Linked DNA regions of Mus musculus: region 2 is linked to region 1. The links are chromatin contacts, called in public promoter capture Hi-C maps. All regions are on one chromosome and are shown on one strand. The core of a region is the stretch at or near the end of the contact, and the rest is flanking DNA. Distances in the headings are between cores, read along the strand shown. Region 1 holds the start of Igsf10 (immunoglobulin superfamily, member 10). Region 2 has its middle 72 kb from the start of Gm5709.

Region 1 (3,539 bases), core at 263-2,762:
ATATGTTCTCATTGTGGGGTGTTTTTCCTTAATAGTCAAATATGCAGAATATAGACAAAGATGGTTTATGCAAGTGGGGATGGCGAAGGATACTTGTAGATTAGAGGACACAAAGCAACAACTACAGAGTGAAGTAATCCAGAGACTTAATGTATAATATGAGGACTGTATTTAATAATTCTATTTAAGATACACAGCAAACGAGTGTATCTTACTAACACACACACTTACATAGAGAGAATAAAGTGATAGATACGTTTGTTTTATCTTCATGTAGCTGATAATTTCATATTGTACACCTCAAACATAGATAACCAACAAAGAGGAAGAGGATAGGTGCCTCTCCCAGGGCGGAAGAGTACATTCGAAAGTCAGACACCATTGTGTAGATGTACCACATGGAGGAGCTAGAGAAAGTAGCCAAGGAGCTAAAGGGATCTGCAACCCTATAGGTGGAACAACATTATGAGCTAACCAGTACCCCGGAGCTCTTGACTCTAGCTGCATATATATCAAAAGATGGCCTAATCGGCCATCACTGGAAAGAGAGGCCCATTGGACTTGCAAACTTTATATGCCCCAGTACAGGGGAATACCAGGGCCAAAAAGGGGGAGTGGGTGGGCAGGGGAGTGGGGGTGGGTGGATATGGGGGACTTTTGGTATAGCATTGGAAATGTAAATGAGTTAAATACCTAATAAAAAATGGAAAAAAAAAAAAAAAAAAAAAAAAAAAGAAAGTCAGACACCTCACTTCACTGCTATCTCAACTTGCAAACAGAAGGGGAGTCACAAACCCAGGACAAACCACAGTGATTGAAGCGTCTTTGAATGTTATTGCTGTTGTTGTTACCACCATCATTAGCATATATTCATTGTGAAGACTTACGGGGTCTATGACATGTTTTTTTATTCAAGTATATCACATGCTGTCAGCATATTTGGCACCACTACCAGCCCCAGCCCCCTCTGCCCCGCCCCCAACACACACACACACACACACACACACACACACACACACACACACACACACACACACACACACCTTTACCTTCTCCTGGGCATCATCTGCTCACTCACCCACCCAAGCTTAATCCTTTTCCTTCCCTGCAATAGTACCTCTCCTATTTTTATGTCTAGGTTCCCCCTCCCCCTGTTAGGAGATGGGAGAGGTCACGAAAGGAAAGAATTTGTAGCCCCTGAGCCAGCCCGGGCCACAGAGCCTGCCACCAGACAGGAAAAGCCCAGGGCTTACCAGCACAGGAGGAGCAAACTCGCAGGCGAGCCTGGGTTGGCGCTGGTGGTCCCGGGTCGATGGCCCGCCCATTCCCAGAAGCCGAGGCTATAGCTGCGTCACCTGCCCCGCCCTCCTCCCGAGTGAAGACCCCTAGAGGCTGAGCAGACCCCAAAGGCGGTGCAATTCCATTGGCCCAAGGCAGAGGTGAGCGGCTGCTAATCCCCTCGGGAAGTGAAGGGACCCAGAGAGTCTGGTAGATGTGGGAGCTGGGGTTCAGGGCGAGACAGAGGGTGGGATGGGCAGAAGGGTCCAGGAAAAGGAAAGTACTGGAGGGGAGTTGGGACAAAAGCAGCGACCAAGGGAACATCGCTTCAGTGACTGAAGCCAGGCAAAAGGAGCGGGAAGGATTATATGTAGCCTGGGACGCTTTCATAAACACTGATGACGTGTTTGTGCAAAGCAAGCAATTTGAGGAGAAACGCCTGGGACGTCGGAAAGAAGGAGTGATCGATTAGTACTTGTAAGTTTAGGTGAGTTTGAGAACTAACTAACCTATACTATTGAGGGAGAAGGAAGAGCATTCCAGCAGCAGCAGCAGCAGCAGCAATCAGATAAAGGAAAGCTTTGGTTAGTTTGGAAATGTATGATACCATTAAAATAACAGAAGCGCCTCCAGTTCTCTGAAGAGTCAGTCCCCCAGCTAGTGAAGACTAAGCCTACTAAGCCTTTTGCTCCCGTTGGAAGCAAAGAACGTTCCTTCAATCAGGTGAAGGCTCTCCTCAGAAGATTTCCTGTCTCTGCTTATGTTACAAGAGGATTCAAAAGCAAGACAGAAGAGCTCAGGTATTGCCAACTCTTTTGTTAAATACAGTTTGAGGCTTAAGTGTACGGGAACTCATGTGGTATTCATTTACGGCTCTCTTCTCTTATAACTAACTCTTAAGGTGCATATAGTCTCTTCTGTTTCCCAGCTACCTTGTACCATCTTTGTTTATCTAATAATAGCAAGCTCATCTGCTTTTTAATCATCACGCAGAGAGTATTCAAAAATATTCAGTGATGTAACAGTGACAGTGTAGGCATAGAAGTAATCATTAGTAAATCTTAATTTGGGTTAAACTCATTCATAACAGCTCCAGGTTGGGAGGGATCACTGAGCCTTCGCCACGTGCGGGTTAAAGATATTTTCTAACAAGAGAAGCAGAATTCTTCCTTGGCCATGCTCCCCATCACTGTGTCAGTAAGCAGAGGGGTGTTTCCAAGCAGAGAAAGAGCAGACAGTGTTATGCCTGCAAAGTCAGAGACTCAGCCCTCCCAGCTGGTCAGTTTACTGTCCTCCCGGTCATTAGTTGGCTCTGAAAAGGCCCATGTGTCCTTATTGGCAAGGACTTGCAGACATGCTAGAAAGAAATTTGACCTTTTTTTCTAGTGGGTTATTACAGCTGTAAAAGTATTTTGGAAGGTTAAGCCAAATAAATAAAACACATATTAAATAATACAATGTTACAAAAATTGATCATATAAAGAAGTACATTCATAAATGCAATGTGAAAAATATATATAATTTTTATCTATTTACTGGTGCAAAGTTTTCTAAATTGCACATGTACTATTTTTATATTTATAAAAATATTTTTAAAATGTATATAAAAGTGTAAAAGGCTCTTGGTCAAACAAGAGAGTTAAATTTACAAACTTTAATTGTCCCGATAACATTATTATGATCTCTAATGACAGGGATCCTGCTTTTCATTGGGAAATGAGAAGCTATGAAGATATGTTTACAATAATAAGCCCATTTAGTGATAAAGTCCAATGGGAAGCTAGCACACACTGGTTTATAAAGAGAACAGTTTCCTGAGTCTATGCAAGTTTACACTCTAGGGAATAAGAGTTCCTCTTTCTCCAGATTTCACTAGCATTTGTTGTCATCATTTATCTTCTTGATGATGAGCATTATAAGTGGAATAAGATAGGATCTCAAAGGAATGTCAATTTGGATGCCCTGAACAATCTTTCAGGTCTTTCTTTCAGTTCACTAGTCTATTCATTTATTGGATAATTGGGGGATGGTGTTAATTTTTTTGCAGTTCTTATGGAATTCCAAAAAACAAAAAACAAACAAACAAACAAAAAACCTCTGAAACTAGAACTACCAATCCATTACTGGGTATGTAACAAAGAGAAATCTGCACAGAATTTATTGCTACATTGTTCATTATTCACGACAGCCAAGAATGTGGAACCAACTTACGTAGCCGTCAAAATATGAACGGATAAAGAAAATGTGGAAATGTGTACAAC
Region 2 (3,857 bases), core at 1,073-3,572, 220 kb before region 1:
AGATCTGGCCATAGGTTAATTAACATCCTGGCCTTTTGATGCACCTGCCGCAAGCAAAACACAATCTCCCCAGGTGTGGCTTGGCATGATTGAGAGGTAGTCAGTGATAAGACTCCCTGGGCATGTCACCAACCTAAGACAGGGATCAAACCAATGCTGTTTGTCACCCAAGGACGGGTAAGGGGCATGGCTGCGGGGGGCTATCTACAGACATTCTCTCTGCCAAAAAAGAAAAAAGGGGGAATTGTGGGGAGCGGATGTGGCGGCAGTCCCAAAGGCGCCAGGGACTGCAGCTAAGTCATATGACTTGCACCTGACTTCCTCATATAAGACACAAACATCTTGAGTGCTGCGCAGGTGTACCAGGATACCGGTGAATCCAATTTGATGGAGATATGCCCCTGCTGCCCTGATTAGCTGAAGCTGCGTGCCTGGTGAAGTGGCGTGGCCTGCTGTGCGTGGATGGGAACTGAGAGTATAAAAGAGTGAGAGGCCCAGGGTTCGGGGGAGATATAAAAACAAGGGAGATATAAAAACAGGGGAGATATAAACAGGGGAGATATAAAAACAGGGGAGATATAAAAACAGGGGAGATATAAAAACAAGGGAGATATAAACAAGGGAGATATAAACAAGGGAGATATAAACAAGAAGAAATAGGACTGAATAAACGTGTGCAGAAGGATCCTGTTGCAGCGTCGTTCTTGCTGGCGAGTTGGGGGCGCGCGCAACAGTGGGACTCATGGCTATAGCTACATATATAGCAGACAGTTGCCAATCAGTCATCAATGGGAGGAGAGGCCCTTGGACCTGGGAAGGTTATATGTTCCAGTATAGGGGACTGTCAGGGCCAGGAAGCAGGAGTGAGTGGGTTGGTGAAAAGGGGGAGAGGGTAAGGAATAGGGGGTTTTTGGAGGGGAAACTAGGAAAGGGGATAACATTAGAAATGTAAATAAAGAAAATATCTAATAAAAAATCCACTCCCAAAATATTAAGAAATTTGGAGTTGAAATAGTACACAAAGTCTGAGACTAAAAGATCAAATAGGTCTAGAGTTAAAAGAATAATTTGGAGAGAAAAAACACAATAAGAAATATGGGGAATGAGAGCACCCATACCAAGAAGGCTCTTACAACAAGAAAGAAAGAAAGAAAGAAAGAAAGAAAGAAAGAAAGAAAGAAAGAAAGAAAGGAAGGAAGGAAGGAAGGAAGGAAGGAAGGAAGGAAGGAAGGAAGGAAGAAAGGAAGGAAGAAAGAAAGGCAAAAAAAAAAAAAAACAGCAAGGCAGCTAAGGAAATTAGGAAGCTTTCCAAAATGTGAAAGGAGGAAACAAGACTCTCATTATCATCTTCTAGTGGTGAACCTGGCTTCAACACAGCTTGTTCTGCCATAAGATGGAGTAAATCCAAATGACCAGCTTTTACTGAAGACCCAAAGCCCAGAGAGCTCCTGAGCTGCTACATCACTCTAAACCCTCATATCTTAGTTATCCTTTAAGAGCACTCAAAGCCTACAAAGAAAGTAATGCAGTCTCCCATTCTGATGGTTTCTATCTTCTTTGAACCCTTGTGGAGAAAATGAGAATTGAAAAATGCAGCTGAAATGTCCATGCATTAATTCCTGCTTTTCTACAAATAATAACCTTGGAACAAAATGATCTGCAACAACAACACCAAAAAAAAAAAAAATCTAAGGAAAGTTCAATAAATATTTGACATTAAAATCAAAAGTAATGTTAATAGTTTTCCGGAGCATAGAGCCCAGGAAGAGTTAAGAATTTTTTTTCCAAAATCACCAATTGCTAGGAGTAGAACATAGTGTTCCATAGTAGACAGACAATTCTTCCATAGCTCCTAATCAGCACACAGAGGGAAACCCTTTCTTCTAGTCTCTGAATTACTGGAGGCTTACTGGCTAAAGGCTAGATACAAAATGTTATTGCTCTTGTTTTGTGAGGACATAATTAAATGAAAATCTTCCATAGCTATGAAAAGCATTTCTTGATATTAATAGTGAGACATTTCAGAGAACTTGAGCAAAGCATTTTAAGGGGACTTTTTATGTCCTGATTCAAATCACTGTTCCTGCCATGGCCCTAGTTTAAAGGCCAGCTATCATACAGTGAAGAGGTTTCTATGGAAGTACAAGATCTATGGACTATAAGTAATGATTACCTGTAGCCTCCCTCACTCAGCCCTGAAGCAGGCTGATCCAGACTTTGACCTTGCTGCCACTAAGAAGGAGATTACCTAGGGTGGAGCCTCCAGACCTAGATGGCTCTTTTGTTCAGTCACCCACTACTGCTCTCGCCAAGACACTGCTACCTGCTGAGAAGCCCCTGAGATATCCTAGAGGAACATTCTATTCTGCAAGTCGCCTCCAGGCTGGCTCCAAACACCAAGAATGGACTGGTGGGGGATGGGCCTTCCCCTTTTATAAGCAGACTCTCTTAGTAAACTGGCGGGCCTTGAACAGAATCATGTCTTGGTCTCCATTAATCTCTTGCCATCTAAATTTCTTTCAGCCCCAGCCTGCCTCATAGGTTTACCCGGTTCAAGTACCTTATTAGCTTAATCTAGGAGACCAGTCAGATTGCAAGAGACAGAAAGAGTATGCTTGTTTGTATGTATCTGTTTATCCAGTCTCCCTCACTCTTAGAGAAAAAAAAAACAAAAAAACAGGATTAAGTACCATTAGAAACAGGATTCATCCTATCTTAAACCTTCTCAAAGGACCCATATAAGAACATCTAAGTTATATAGTTCCTAGTTTTAATGTTTCCGATGATTGATTGAACTTTAGCATAAATGTGAGGAAAACACCATACAAACAATAACCTTCCAAAATCTGTTCATAGAAATTATCCCTACTAGAAGATCAGTTTAAAAAATTTAAAGGCAGAAAAAAACAATTTGACTTGAGTGAAGTTGGTGTGCTCTAAAGACTGTGAATACCACCAAGAAGGAAAGGAGTGAGTGAGAATGTGAAGTTCATTTTTGAAACAATTTAATCCATCCCAAGTTACTTCCAAATATATCTCATCACCCCACTTTCTTCAAAATAGCCTTTTCCCCCAAGTCTACTCATATTTCTTTCTGGATGAAGACTTTATTACTCATATCTGGGTGCAGCCTTTAAATAGAGAAAGAAGAAAAATGAGACTTAGGAAACTGAAGGATTGAGATAGAAAGTATTTAGAATTTGTTCAGTTTGCACTAATCACTAACAAAATTTTTACCTCAGATTCTACAGAACCAATCTTATTTAATAAGAAGAAAGATTTATTAAAAGAGAAAAAGATATTTCTGTCTCCTCAAAATTTATATACTGAAGCCCAACTCTGCAATAAATCTGTACTTACAGATAGATAATTAAGGAGACAATTCTTGTTTCCTCAAAACATAGAGCGCATTTTGCAGGCATTTAGTATCAAAAATGAAAAGAATTAGAAACAGACAGAGGAAGAATCTTGAAAAGAATCCTATGGAATTGAACAGGAAAACAACAGTGTGTCAGGTAAGCTGGACCCTCTGACTACCAGTACAAAAGCAATTACTCGGAGGAACAAAGTCATGCTTCTATGTTAGAGGTCAAGCAAGAAGGCAGGTTTAGCAGCAGAAATCTGTGAACACAGGAAGAATGGGCTTCATAGAGAAAATTGGAAAGCCCAGTGTGCCAGGAAAAATAAGTTTAGAAATGTTTCCAGACTCCAAAATATGGGTGGGGAGAAAGACCATGGGCAGCCTTAGCAGTATGTCTGTTAGCAATTGCATGGTTTGGAAGCTGTGAAAAATAATTCCTAACACATTGTCATTTATCATTGTGTAATTTTGAATATATTAGTAATACCATCAGAGT

Evidence for each region. Promoter capture Hi-C pulls out the DNA fragments that hold promoters and counts their contacts.
Region 2: a contact with region 1 is called in a promoter capture Hi-C map of embryonic stem cells, with 3 times the contacts expected there. The contact joins the enhancer-like site here to the promoter of Igsf10 in region 1. A contact is called at or near these places in 6 of 39 promoter capture datasets (cranial neural crest, embryonic stem cells, hippocampal neurons and 2 more), 1 of 115 datasets of contacts at active chromatin or transcription factors (fibro-adipogenic progenitors) and 1 of 9 other capture datasets (adipose tissue).

The regions. Positions count from the first base shown.
Region 1 is chr3:59,342,229-59,345,767 of GRCm38.p6, reverse strand. Igsf10 (immunoglobulin superfamily, member 10) reads left to right here and starts at 1,512. Exons shown (of 7, transcript NM_001162884.1): 1 at 1,512-2,078.
Region 2 is chr3:59,562,161-59,566,017 of GRCm38.p6, reverse strand. No RefSeq gene overlaps it. Among named protein-coding and RNA genes, the nearest start is that of Gm5709, 72 kb to the left of the region's middle. Within about 2 kb of position 2,322, at least 3 of the 459 cell types and tissues checked have an H3K27ac peak or open chromatin away from gene starts, as enhancers often do. A contact at or near this core is called in embryonic stem cells, where this site is marked.